3 separate regions of the Mus musculus genome follow, and regions 1 and 3 are each linked to region 2. The links are chromatin contacts, called in public HiChIP or PLAC-seq maps. All regions are on one chromosome and are shown on one strand. Each heading gives the region's core, a stretch centred on a gene start, on an enhancer-like site or on the middle of the called end of the contact. The rest is flanking DNA. Distances are from core to core; before and after follow the strand shown.

Evidence for each region. HiChIP or PLAC-seq counts read pairs in DNA pulled down with a chosen protein or histone mark.
Region 1: a contact with region 2 is called in an H3K27ac HiChIP or PLAC-seq map of embryonic stem cells, with 7 read pairs. The contact joins two enhancer-like sites. A contact is called at or near these places in 10 of 484 Hi-C or Micro-C datasets (the Ba/F3 cell line, the C10 cell line, the G1E-ER4 cell line and 5 more), 3 of 115 datasets of contacts at active chromatin or transcription factors (CD8 T cells, embryonic stem cells and microglia) and 1 of 9 other capture datasets (liver).
Region 3: a contact with region 2 is called in an H3K27ac HiChIP or PLAC-seq map of embryonic stem cells, with 8 read pairs. The contact joins two enhancer-like sites. A contact is called at or near these places in 1 of 484 Hi-C or Micro-C datasets (embryonic stem cells), 3 of 115 datasets of contacts at active chromatin or transcription factors (embryonic stem cells and microglia) and 1 of 9 other capture datasets (liver).

Annotation. Positions count from the first base shown.
Region 1 is chr3:22,002,727-22,007,447 of GRCm38.p6, forward strand. No RefSeq gene overlaps it. Among named protein-coding and RNA genes, the nearest start is that of Gm31813, 41 kb to the left of the region's middle. Within about 2 kb of position 2,950, at least 21 of the 459 cell types and tissues checked have an H3K27ac peak or open chromatin away from gene starts, as enhancers often do. A contact at or near this core is called in embryonic stem cells, where this site is marked.
Region 2 is chr3:22,155,182-22,159,800 of GRCm38.p6, forward strand. All of the region lies in intron 2 of Tbl1xr1 (transducin (beta)-like 1X-linked receptor 1), which reads left to right. Among named protein-coding and RNA genes, the nearest start is that of Tbl1xr1, 81 kb to the left of the region's middle. Within about 2 kb of position 1,415, at least 26 of the 459 cell types and tissues checked have an H3K27ac peak or open chromatin away from gene starts, as enhancers often do. A contact at or near this core is called in embryonic stem cells, where this site is marked.
Region 3 is chr3:22,023,948-22,028,506 of GRCm38.p6, forward strand. No RefSeq gene overlaps it. Among named protein-coding and RNA genes, the nearest start is that of Tbl1xr1, 50 kb to the right of the region's middle. Within about 2 kb of position 1,339, at least 43 of the 459 cell types and tissues checked have an H3K27ac peak or open chromatin away from gene starts, as enhancers often do. A contact at or near this core is called in embryonic stem cells, where this site is marked.

The DNA.
Region 1 (4,721 bases), core at 1,700-4,199, 150 kb before region 2:
AGCCTACATCCTGATAACATGTAAACAGAATACTGGACTTTTTGCCTAAATGTCTGTTTTTATGACTTCTCTAATGGCAAAATAAAATGTCTCATTTCTACCTGATCAGGTAAACAGCAGCAGAAGATAGAAAGGTGTCTTAGTTAGGGTATTACTGCTGTGAACAGACACCATGACCAAGGCAACTCTTTTTTTTTAAGATTTATTTATTTATTATATGTAAGTATACTGTAGCTGTCTTCTAACACTCTAGAAGAGGGCATTAGATCTTGTTACGGATGGTTGTGAGCCACCATGTGGTTGCTGAGATTTGAACTCAGGACCTTCGGAAGAGTAGTCGGTGCTCTTTCTCTCTGAGCCATCTAACCAGTCCCCCAAGGCAAGTCTTATAAAGACAACATTTAATTGGGGCTGGCTTACAGGTTCATAGGTTCAGTCCATTATCATCAAGGTGGCAGCGAGGTATCGGCAAGGCAAGCATAGTGCAGGGGATGCTAAGTGTTCTATGTCTTCATCTGAAGGCTGCTAGCAGAATACCGACTTTCAAGCAGTTTAAGATGAGGGTCTTAAAGCCCACACCCACAGTGATACACCTAGTCCAACAAGGCCACACCTACTCCAACAGGCCCACACCTTCTAATATTGCCACTCCCTGGGCCAACTATATACAAACCATCACATCATATTGGGTTAGGCCTACAAAACATGGCTAAACCCTCTGCCATCCAGCCATTAGGTATTTTAAACAGCATCTGAAATAAAATAATCTGTTGGTGAAGTAGATCAGTCCTTCAAAACTATGATTTAGCTACCTTAAAAGACAAAAACATCCATTTTTCACTTCTTTCAGTAAAACTAATTTGCCCTCCCCCAGCATGCATATATGATTTTCCCTTAGATATTGTCAAGTACATAAAATATTCTGTTTTATTGTTTTATTTAGCTTTGTTTTTTCATGAGAGCTCTGTGCTCAGGATCATGTGCACTCAAGGGCATGGGTCTTAGGTTTTATAATGGAAACCAGAGGAGCCTCTGAACTGAAGATGTTGAAGAAAGCAGAAAGCGAGCTGTTACCAGTGTGTTCCTGCAATCCTGGAGCACTTGGGTAGCTGAGGCAAGAAGATCACCCATTCATGGACCGACAGAGCTCCAGCATGGTTAAGAGGATCTCCAAGATAGAGATCAAGCCCTAGAAGCAGTTCTGTTGGGGGAATCTAGCCACTTTCTGATTGAAACAGAGGCCACTGCCTAGAAAGGAATCCATCCGTTTCTGATACTGTAAAACTGGTCAAAGAGATGGCTGTGGGGTGGGGAATGACACAAACTCATATAGAGAAACTATAGCTGTGGTTCTGCTAAATGGCTATAACGTGCTCATTGTGTTACCTTCTGAATAATAGCTTGTATGCCTATAGATTACTGTTGCTCTTAGCTTTCATCAGAGAAACTTCTTTTTACAATGGGCTGCACTTAATGGAGAGATTCATAGTCAAAGGTTGTTTGTTGAATACCCAGCCATAAACAGAATATTTATACCAGCCTTTTCACAGCTCAGAACTTTGCAGAAAGGAGAGTAAAAAGAAGCTAAGAACTTGAGGAAGGAGTGAAGTGTTGTGGGACCCTGCCCTCTGGAAATGACTTGGTCATGTCACTTCGGAACTCATAGTGGCTGGGATTATCTGAATAAAATCTGCACAAGATTGGCCCTATTATGATCCTGTCATGGAAGTGGAAGGGATTCATGACAATCTGCTTTTTCCTGAGGCAGGAAATGGTTGCTAAGGGAGAGAAGGCTAGGCTTCAATGATGAATAGTATAATGCTCGTGCTCCTATAAGCAACCCTAGCTAAACTTATTAAGAAACACAGAAAGGAAAGAGGGCATGAAAATAAAAGAGGCCTAGGAGAACAGAGATCATCATATGTGGGAAGGGGACATCAGAGGGTAATGATCGGTGGGTATAATAAACAAATGTCATAACAAAATACAGAATTGCACATAATTAATAAAAACATGAAAAGGGAGAAAAAGCCAACACAAGACCAAAAAAAAAAAAAAGTACAAAAAATATCAAGAATGAGACTTTTGCCAGGTCAGGCACAAGCCTGTAATCTCAGCTATTCAACAGGCAGGAGAATTACAAATTCAGGGCCTGTCTTGACTACAGTCTGAGTTCAAGGTCAGTCTGGGCAAGTAAGTGAGAATCTGTCTCCAAGTGTACAAAGTAAAAAGGGGAATGAGGGTATAGATTAACAGTGGAGTGTTTCCTAGCATCTCAAGGCCCTGCGGTCCACTGCCATTAAAACAAAGTTACACATATTTGATATGAGCGACTATTGAAAATGTATCAGTTCTGTCCAAGCTTTGTAACAGATACTAGGACCTGGAGGCAGGTTGTGGGACTGACTAGCCTAGATTTTAGTCTAGGCTTTGATTCTTTCTTTTAATCACTGGTCAGAGCATAAGAATCCTATACTTAAAAACAAGAAGAATTCAGTAGGCTTGTGAATACATTACTGCATAAATACTTCTTTTGTGTCCCTATTTTTTAAAATGTCTCTAGGGACAGGAGTGATGGCTAAGTAGTTAAGAGCACTTACTATTTTTGTAAAGGACCTGAGTTCAGTTTCCAGTAACCCCAGGAACATTCACACCATCTATAATTACAATCCTTGAGTATCCAATGCCTACTGCTAGCCTTTGTGGCACACACACCTTGTGCATACATACATATACGCAAACATTCATACACATAAAATAAAAACACTTTTAAAAGATTTAATGTCTCTACTTCCGATAAATAAATAGATTTGAAGAGGCATTGAAGAGGTCAGCTCAGAAGTTAGAAAATTCCAACGGACCCCGCCCCTCCTGGAAGAGAAAGGCCATAAAGAACATAGGCACCACTCCCCTCTGGAAGGGAGGGACTAATTACATTCCTCAGACCACGGAGAGGAGGGACCAACCACCAGAGCTTGTAGACACATTCTGAGACCGTTGGCCACCTCATTCCCTATAGACCAATCAGTTTAAAAATCACACTGTTCTGCCAATCATATTGTGCTTAATGGCAGTGGCCCTGAGAACTGTATAAAGGCTCACTGGATGGGCTGCGTGGGATCGTTCTCGTCCTATGTGCAGGGTGACCCCCAGCATGCTGAATTAAATAATATTCCTCTTGCTTTTGCATCGATTCCAGCTCCACGTGGTTCACCCAGGGGGGTCGTCAGTAAGCTAAGGCTTGACAGAGTCTTACAGCATCTTTATGCCACTAGAAACTATCTCACTGATGGATCCAAACTTCTCTGAAATCATTTTCTATTGTGTGTACAGAATTATCACCAACTCCAGTGGCTAAAGCAATAAATACGCAAGTATCACCTCCTACTTAGAGTCAGGTTGCTGGGAGGCTGGGAGAGCACATTGGAACATACGCTTAAGACCTCACAAGGCTGCAGTTAGGCATCAGGCAAGCTGCATTCAGGGTCAAGCTTTCTTCTAAGCTCTCTCTGAATGTCAGTCAAATCCTGTTCCTTTGGCAGAGGGCTAAGTCCTGGCTTTCTTTCAACTGTGTGCTTATCTTCCAGCCCAAGAGCATTTCATGGATGCTTCACTTTCTAAAGAGCTCATTTAGGAGCTGGGGGAATGGCCCAGTGGGTAAGAGTTCTTGCACTTAACTCTGGCATTGGAAGGGCCCAGACAAGCAAATTCCAAGAGCCAGCCAGCTTTGCTAAAATGTTTCCTGTAAAAAACTATAGGAAGACACTGAACATCTTGCTCTCACCTCTACATGTATACCCAGAGGCACACATTCATGCATTCCTATGCATACATTATATACATGAATAACAGAGGGAGTGGGAAAAGGAGAGGGAGAGAGAGAGGCAGTTATTATTTGGCTAGAAGTGAGGTACACAATTGAAACCCCAGTATTCAAGAGGCTGAGACAGGAAGATCTGCCTGAAGCCAGTTTGAGCTACATAGAAAGATCTTATCTTAAAACAAAACAAAACAAAACAGACAAAAAAAAACAAAGCAAAAGATACTTGTTATCTTAGCACTCCAGAGAAGACATGGCCACACAGATCCAGAGTCCAAGGTCTTTCAAGTGAAACTTGGCCACAGCAAGTTCCAAACAAACATGGCCTTTAAGAGACTCTGATTCGACCAAAACCAAAAAAACCAAAGACAGCCAACTAACTAAGCAAATCGCTGATTTGATTCAGTATGACCCACCTAGGACAACATTTGCCAGTCACCCAAGGACAGCCACTTATAATCTCATTCTGGAGCCTCAGAAATCTAGGCCTTTGTGTCCATCACTGTCAATATTCTCAGGTGGTGAGCTTGCATGCCACAGGACAGAATCTTAGGGAGCATTTTAGAATGCTTCCTACAGAGTTCTAAAATAGGTAAGAGTCTGTGACCTAGCTGTTTTAAATTTTATTTATTAGATATTTTCTTTATATACATTTCAAATACTATCCCTATACTCTCCCCCCCCCTGCTCCCCTACCCACCCACTCCCCACTTCTTGGCCCTGGCATTCCCCTTTAATGCCAGCCCTTTGTAGGCAGAGGCAGGCAGATTTCTTTGAGTTCAAGGTGAGCCTCACCAACCTAGCGAGTTCCAGTATATATAGAGTTATATAGTAAGACCTGTTCTCAAAAACAAAGCAAAAAAGTTGGGCGGTGGTGGTGCACGCCTTTAATTCCAGCACT
Region 2 (4,619 bases), core at 165-2,664:
TTGAATTTGATTTGTAAGAATTTTATGAGTTTTTACATATGTGTTTGTTGGGGAAATTATCTGTGGCTTGATCTGTGTAGTTATTCAGTACGGGTATCAGTGTACCACTGTTGTAGTAGAATGAGTTGGAGGAGCCTACATGCTAGGAAGGGAGAACTCTGACAAGAGAGAGTCTATCCTGAACTTGACCATCCCTTTTCTCCTGGAAAAGTATATCAGAGTTACAAGTTGGGTGGGATTTGCCCAGACATCTATCTGAATGAGAACTTGTTTTGTTGCGAAGCTTTCCAGTTACTTGTTTCAATAGCACTGATACTAAGTTGCTTATATCATTTTAATTCTCCTAGGTACTACACGGGTTAGAAACGTACCCATTCCATGTAGTTTTTTTTTTTAAGAGTATAAATGTTTACAGAATTTCTAAATGATTGGCTTATTAAATTGAAAGCTGTACTAACCCTACCCCTCACCCCTTTACTACTAGATATATTTCTTTTTTCTTTTTTCTTCTGGCCAGTTTGTTGCTATTTGTGGTTTGGTTTTTGTTTGTTTGTTTGTTTTGTTTGTTTGTTTTGTTTGTTTGTTTTGTTTTTTCCCCCTCTTAAAGAATTAGTGCAGTTTGACTGATTGGATGTATGGTTGTTTATAGCCTTACTTAGTTTCACAGATTTCTGCCTTAATCTTTCTCTTAGTCAGGGTTTCTATACCTGCATAAACATCATGACCTAGGAGCAAGTTGGGGAGGAAAGGGTTCATTTAGCTTACACTTCCATGTTGCTTACACTTCCTTCCATCACCAAAGGAAGTCAGGACTGGAACTCAAGCAGGTCAGGAAGCAGGAGCTGATGCAGAGGCCATGGAGGGATGTTACTTACTGGCTTGCTTCTCCTGGCTTGCTCTGCTTGCTTTCTTATAGAGCCCAAGACTACCAGCCCAGGGATGGTCCCACCCACAAGGGACCTTTCTCCCTTGATCACTAATTGAGAAAATGCCTTACAGTTGGATCTCTTGGAGGCATCCAAAACCAGCCAGTGCAATCTTTTAACACCGTCTACCACCTGCCGTTCTGTTTTTGTTTTGGATTACTCTTACTGTTTTTCCAGGACTTTGGAGTGCATTGTTAGTTGATTTTTGATCCCCCTCCATTTCGGCTCACATGGACAAGGTACACCTGAGTGGCAGGCCGGAGCTGAAAGAGGGAAACTAGGCAGAAGAGAGAAAAATGGAGCTAAGTCAAGGTTCCTGATCAAAGCTCAAATGTTTAATGGCAAATGCGCTTATAAAGTGGGAGGGAGGGGGAGGAGGCCCATTCCTGCCAATTCATCCTTGGAGCCCAGCTGCAGGCGACCCAGGTGCAGGATAGGGTGTAGCCTACCAGCAAGTAGCAGAATCTTGAAGGAGAACAGCAGCAGTGGCTGAACAATAGAGTGATCTAGGGAGGAAGGCTCCACCCTGGTAATCTCCTTTGTGGCAGCAGGGTCCAGGTCTGGCTCAGCCTGCTTCTGGCTGGGGGGAGGTTACACCCCTCCCCAAGTAAGCACTCACTAAAAACTGTCCTCTTAGAACTGCCTTAGCTGTCTCACATGACCTAGCTTTTATTAGCTTTCATGTCCATAATCTAGAGGCTCTTTTCTTTACTGAGGTTCTCAGTGGTCATCTTAGGGTGTTTTGTTCTGTCTCCATGTATTCCTGTAGCTTCTTTAGTTTTCTAGTAATTAGTTTCTAATTTTATTGCATGTTGATATGATGGATAAGAGCGGTTAATTTGATCCTTTTGCTTTTGGTAATAGTTGGTTTGTGGTCTGCAATGTGCTCTATATTAAGTTTTCCTTGGCTGTTGAGACTGTTTTTGTTTCTGTTGGAGTCTCTCTGCTGTAGGTAGTGGTTGCACACACTATGCTATAGTTTAGCTCCTGGTTTTCTTTGCTGGTTTTCAGTCTGGATTCTCCTATCTAAGATGAATTTGAAGCATTGAAATCCCCCATTGATCTTACATCAGGACCTATCTGACCTTTTCTGTTCTCTGATGTTTGTATGAGATTGGAGCCTTAATGTTTGGCTTGGCTTACTGTAAATTGCCTTTCTTATATTTAGGTATGCCCGTTTTATCCCCAGTCTCTCTAAAATTTTTATCATGAAGGGTTATTAGATTTTGTCAAAGACCTTTCAATATCTAATAAGATGATCATGTGGTCTTTCCTTTTCTTTCAGTTTGTTTATATGGTGGATTAGAGTGAGAAATTTTTCTATGTTGAATCATTCATGCATCTCTGGGATGAAGCCTACTTGATCATTGTGGATGATGATGTTTTTGAACTGTTCTTGTATTCAGTGTACGAGTAGTATTTTATTGAGGATTTTACCATCTATGCTCATAAGGAAAATTTCTTTTTCTTGAATTTTTGGTTGGTTTGGTTATCAGGATAACTTTTGCCTCTTAATAAATTTGGAAGTATTCTTTATGTTTGTATGTTGTGGAATAATTTGAAGTGTATTGGCCATAGTGTGTCTTTGAAAGTTTGGTAGAATTCTGTGATAAAACCATCTGGCCCTGAGCTTTGATTGTTTGGGGGACTTTTAAAAACTGCGTCTATATCCTTAGGGGTTATAAGTCTATTTAAGCTGTTAACTAATCTTGATTTAATTTTAATATGTAGTATCTAATAAGAAAATTATCTGTTTCTTTTAGATTTTCCAATTTTATGGAGTACAAGTTTTTAAAGTATGACCAAATGATTTGACATTTCCTAGGTGGCTGTTGTTATGTCCCCCTTCTCTTCTCTAATTTTGTTGATTTGGATACTTTCTCTCTTGTTTAGTTTTGGTAAGGGTTTATTGATTTTTGTCAAGGAACTAAGTTGTTGTTTCATTGATTCTTTAAACTGTTCTATTTGTTTCAATTTTCAACCCTAAGTTTGGCTATTACTCTTGGATATGCTTGCTCTTATTTTATTTATTTATTTATTTATTTATTTTTTTTTTAATCTAGCTTTCCTGTGTGCTGTTAATTTGCTAGTATTTGATCTCCCCATTTTCTTTATTCAGGTACTTAGTGCTATGAATTTTCCTCTTAGAACTGTTTTCATTGTATCCCTTAAGTTTGTGTTTGCTGTATATTCATTTTCTTGAATTCTAGGATGTGTTTAGTTTCTTTATTTCTTATTTTTCTTCCTTGACTCAGTAATCATTCAGTTTCCATGAGTTTGAAGGTTTCTTTTGCTATTTCTGTTGATGAAATCCAGCTTCAATCTGTGGTGGTCTGATGGGATGCAGGGGATTATTTCAGTGTTTTTGCATCTGCTGAACGTTGCTTTGTGACCAAGTACATGGTAAATTTTGGAGAATTGTCTGTGTGAAGCTAACAGTATATATTCTCTTCTGTTTGGGTGAAACATTTTGCTACTATTTATCAGGTTCATTTGGTTCATGATATCTTTGTATAGGTTTTGTCTGCATTATGTGTCCATTGTTAAGAGTGGTGTATTGAAGTCCGTGTGAGGATACATGTATGATTTAAACTTTAGTAGTATTGCTTTACAAACTTTGGTGCCCTTGTGTTTGGGGCATAGATGTTAAGAATTGAAAAATCATCTTGGTTGATATTTCCTTTGAGTATGAAAGATCCTTCTCAGTCTCTTTTGTTTAACTTTGATATGAAGTCTATTTTGTTAGATATTGTAATGGTTATATTAGCTTGTTTTATAGGTCCATTTGCTTAAAAATAACTTCTAACCCTTACTCTGAGGTAAGGCTGGTTCCTGTTTTTACATTGATATGTTAGTGTCTTTTTATTGGGAATTAAGACCATTAATATTGAAAGATACCAGTAACGAATGAGAGTTAATTTTTGTTATTTTGTTGTTGTTGCTGCTACTGTTGTTGTTGTTGGTGGTGGTGGTGATGGTGGTGATTTGTGTCTGTGCCCATGTGTGTTTCTCTCTCTGTGTGTATGTGTATCCATCTGTTCTTTCTTTGGAATTTTCTGGTGTGAGATTATTTACTGCATTCATTCATTCATTCATTCATTCGTTCATTTATGGTTTTTCGAGACAGGGTTTCTCTGTGTAGCCCTGGCTGTCCTGGAACTCACTCTGTACACCAGGCTGGCCTCGAACTCAGAAATCTGCCTGCCTCTGCCTCCTGAGTGCTAGGATCAAAGGCGTGCGCCACCAACACCTGGCTCTGCTTTTATTTTTGTGGGTGTAGTTAACCTCCTTGGGTTGGAGTTTTCCTTCTAATACCTTCTGTAGAGCTGGATTTTTGAATAGATATTATTTAAATTTAACTTTATGATGAAGTATTTTGTTTCCTTATTGTATGGTGATTGAAAAAATGTGCTGGTTTTAGTAATGTGGGCTGCAGGACATCTGTAGAGGCCCTTCTAGCTTCTAGAATCTCAGTTGAGAAGTCAGGTATATTTCTAATATTTCTGCCTTTATATGCTACTTGGCCCTTTTCCTTTGCAGTTTTCAATATTCTTTGTTCTGTGTGTTTAGACTTTCTTTTCTGGTACAATATATTTGGTGTTCTGTTAGCTTCATGTACCTTTATAGGCATGTTCTTCTATAGGTTAAGAATTTTTTTTTTCCTGAGATTTTGTTAAACAATACTTTCTGGAC
Region 3 (4,559 bases), core at 89-2,588, 130 kb before region 2:
CCCAGACATTAGAAGCAAAGAAGCAACTCCCCAAGTCATTTGGCCTTTTGCCTGCACGAACTTCACAGATTTAGGTCTAGAAATGTGGAGCTCAGAGAGCATGGTCAATGGCAGTGAACTACAGGAAGGGCTCCAGGACTAAAAGAAAGGAAGCAAACACCACAAGAAAGGGTCTCAGAAATCTGCCTTAGCCCTCTGCTGAGGGACTCTGAAGGGCTGGGGCACCCTCAGACTCCCAATCACTATGACTGTTCCTGAGACTTTGATATTCCTAATTTTTTTTACCAGATGTATCTTATCTGGGAACAAGCGCTTACTGGAAAGTACTATTCAGCTTAGGAGTGTGGCATCTGTAGCAAATGGAGACGACAGGGCAGCAGGGACCAGAAGGGAAACAGGAACAATGGGGGCAAGAAAGGAAGCTGCCTGCTGAGTGTCAGGGGACAATGGGGATTCAGAATGACATTTTTACTGTCACAAGTAGTTGTGAGTGGGGGCGGGGCAAGCCTGCGTCCAGTGGATAGGGGTCAGCTGTGCGGAGAGACTCAGAGAGGAGTGTGGGGAGACAGGTCAGGTGAGTTCAAATCTCCAGAACAACCGTGTAAAAGTCATCACCTGCCTGTAATCCTGGCATTTGGGATCACAGACAGGAAATCCGTAGCTGAATTGGCTAGAAAGACTGGCTGGACTAGTGAGCACTGCGTCCAACAGGAGACCCTGCCTCAATAAGTAAAGTGGCTCACCACCAAGGAAGACACTCAGTGGTAGCCTGTGATCTTTTTGAGTCCTTGAACATGAGAGCACACAGGCACGCACATGTAAGTGCACACACACATACACCACATTAAAAAAAAAAAAAAAAAAAAGAAAGAAAGAAAGAAAGAAAGAAAGAAAAAAAGAAACCCCAAGGGACTGCTAACAAGTGTTCCTGCTCTTTGCAGAAAACCTATGGTTGGTTCCCAATATCCATATCAATTGTCTCTCAGGCTATCTATAACTCCAGCTCTACGGAATCCAATTCCTCTGGTACACAAATGCAATTAAATATAAAATTTAAAACATTAAATTCCAAATGCTAGTAGTAGTAGCTGAAGATAAAAAAAAAGAACTGATAAAAATTAAAATATAACAACAAACAAAAAATATAAGTCTGATTAAAATAAGCCTATTTTACTTTAAATGTATTAATATTATTTTATTTTGTTTGAAAGAAAGTCTCACATTATAGCCCATCCCACTGTGGAATTCAACTTGTCATGCAGAGTTTTACTGGATGCAATCCTCCAGTAACTTAAGGCTACTTTAGATCTGACAAACCAAAGTACAAAAGCAAAGAGGCCTAGCATGGGGCCCACGCCCACAATCTCGGTATGTGGGAGGTATAGGAGGGAGGATCAGGGGTTAAAGGTCATCCTTGGCTACAAAGTAAATTTGAGGTCAGCCGGGATACGTGAAACCGTCATATAAAACACACACACACACACACACACACACACACACACACACACACACACGAGCAAACCTCAAATAGAGCACACTAATATTCATTTAAGTAGATAGCAAGTCACAAAAAGAACTGTTGAGGTTTGAGCTGTTGCTATATCTTGTAATGCTAAGTTCTGTGCTGGAAATAAATCTAGGCAAGGTCTCACTCTCCAAGCTTTTGTTGTGCAAACCTTGTTCCTTGATTTAAAATTATTGGTTAAATAAAATTGGTCACGGCCAATTACTGGAGTAATGGATTAGAGATAGGTGGGTTTGGAATGCCCAGGTTGGGGGCTGGGCGGGGGCGGGGAGGGAGAAAAGGAAAAAGGAGAGAGAGGAGGGGGCCACCTTGAGAGGAGAAGAAATGAGAGCACGGAAGCAGGAGAAACAGTAAGCATCTGGAATACATCTGGGGGAGGAAGCCAGAGCAGGAGTTAGAAGAGTAGGTTAGCGCTTACTCCCCCATTCATTGTCAAAAAGCCGAATCACAGACGCATAGTCTGAGTCTCATTTATTTGTAAGCTAGTCCCGGATAAGTTTAAATTGGTGGTTCTACAAAGAACAACAATATTTCCTTTCAACAACAGCCGAAAGGAAAGAGAATTAAAGATAAGTATTCTACTAGGGTTGTTGTTTTGGTTTGGTTTTTGTTGTGTTGTTGTTGTTGTTGTCGTCTGTTTGTTTTTGCTGCAGTGAAACAACTTGATGAAAGAGCAATTTGGGAAAGAAAAGGTTTACTTAGCTTGCACTTCCATGTTGCCTTTCATCACTGAAGGAAGTCAGGACAGGAACTCAAGCAGGGCAGGAACTTAGATGCAGGCGCTGATACAGAGGAGAGTCCTGCTTACTGGCTTGCTCCCCATGGCCCATGGAGTACCCACCCTGCTTTCTTTAGAATCCAGAACCACCATCCCAGGGATGGCCCCATTCACAATGGGCTGGTCCCTCCCCTACTGATCAGTAACTGAGAAAATGGCATACAACTGGATCTCACGGGCATTTCCTCAACCGAACTCCATTCTCTCTGATTTACTCTTTTATGTCAAGTTGACACACAAAGACATCCAATACAATAAGAGATTTCAAAAACGTCTTCAGAAGCGCAATCACAATTTCCAGTATAAATTATGTGTATATTTATGACAGCCTCACTATGCAACCTTGATTGGCCTGAAACTTCTGTGATCCTCCAACATCTTCTTTACACATGTTAGGATTACTTTACAGTTGTGAGTCACTATATGTGGCTCATATAACAAATACGTAAATATCCGAGAAGCAAAGAACTTTATTGCAGAAAACATAAGGTCCTTAGAAAAGACAATAAATGAGAAAGTGCCCGATAGAACCACACTGACAGTTGTGCGTGCTGCCGTGGACCTGAAGAAAACCTGAGTGCATCGAGGACAGAGTGGGAGCTCTGTAAGTAAGGACCCACACACTCCCAGGGCCAGAAGAACAGCTAGTCCAGGTAAAAATTCACCAGAATTCTCAAAAGACTAGGAATAGCACAGCAAAAACAAACAAACAAACAACAACAACAAAAAACGATAAACACTTCTGAGAGTAAAGAAACCCCAAATAAATGAAGATAGAATGAGATACAATGTGTTTATGTCATTTTCCCAGTGTCCAAGGTTATGATCATTAAGTCCCTTCCAAATTGCTGTGTGGATTCAATGAAATTCCTATCAAGTACCAGCAGGCCTCCTGGCCCCCACAAATTGGCAAATGATTCTGAAGTGTATGAATGGGGCTGTCAAGGTAGCTTAGCAGAGAAAAAAAAAATGCACTTGCAGTCAAGCCTCATGACCTAGGTTGGATACACAGGACCCACATGTTGGAAGGAGAGAACCAATCTGATAATTTGACTATTTTATTTAAAATTGTTTGTGTATGACTGTTTTGCCTATGCTACCTGTATGTGCCTGGTGCTCTCAGGAAAGTTGTCCCTACCATGAAGATATTGAGTCAATTGTGCAGAGTGAGCTCTGTAGGGGAGGGTTCAGCCTCTCCCAGTGAAAGGTTTCATCTTCCCAGCTATGTGAAGGAGGTAGCTCCATCACCTTTCCTCCAGTACCTATATATAACATCTGGATAGCAATCTCATGGAAAGCCCCAGGGCAAATGCTCAGTAAAGCAAATAGTTATTTTCTGACCCATATAAGACAAGAAGGGTTACTCTTTGTTTGTTTGTTTGTTTGCTTGCTTGTTTTTCAGTATCCATTTTTATTTCTATTTATTTATTTATTTATTTATTTATTTATTTTGCACGGGGGGTTTCTCTGTGTAGTCCTGGCTGTCCTGGAACTCACTTTCTGTAGATTGTGCTGGTCTCAAAATCAGAGAGTTCTCGCCTCTGCCTCTGCCTCTGCCTCTGCCTCTGCCTCTGCCTCTGCCTCTGCCTCTGCCTCTGCCTCTGCCTCTGCCTCTGCCTCTGCCTCTGCCTCTGCCTCTGCCTCTGCCTCTGCCTCTGCCTCTGCCTCTGCAGAGAAAAGGTATGGTCCACCACCATCCTGCAGTATCTTTTTTTTTTTTTTCTATTTTCTTTTGTATGCTATTTGTGGTGGGGATGGTGTGGTAGTGGTGGTTTGTTGGTTTGAGACATGGTCTCATGTAGCTCAGGCTATGTCTCAAACTTGCTTTGTCAGTGAGGCTCACTTTGAATTTCTTTGACTTCTGACTTCCATGTCCTGAGACCTGGTATTACAGGTTACAGGCAACATGCTGTTATAATATCTGTAATTGGCTGTGGCCACTAAATTTTGGCATAATTTATTACCCAGTAGTAAATAACTGACATAGATTTCCCACTGTAGGATTTATTGTAGGAAATTAATTTGATAATATGGGCAGCTAGCAAAAAAGTCCTGTAAAGGGCTGGAGAGATGGCTCAGCGGTTAAGAGTACTGACTGTTCTTCCAGAGGTCCTGAGTTCAATTCCCAGCAACCACATGGTGGCTCACAACCATCTGTAATGAGATCTGATGCCCTCTTCTGGTGTGTTTCAAGACAGCTACAGTGTACTTATATATAATAAATAAATCTTTAAAAAAAAAAAGTCCTGTAAAGCT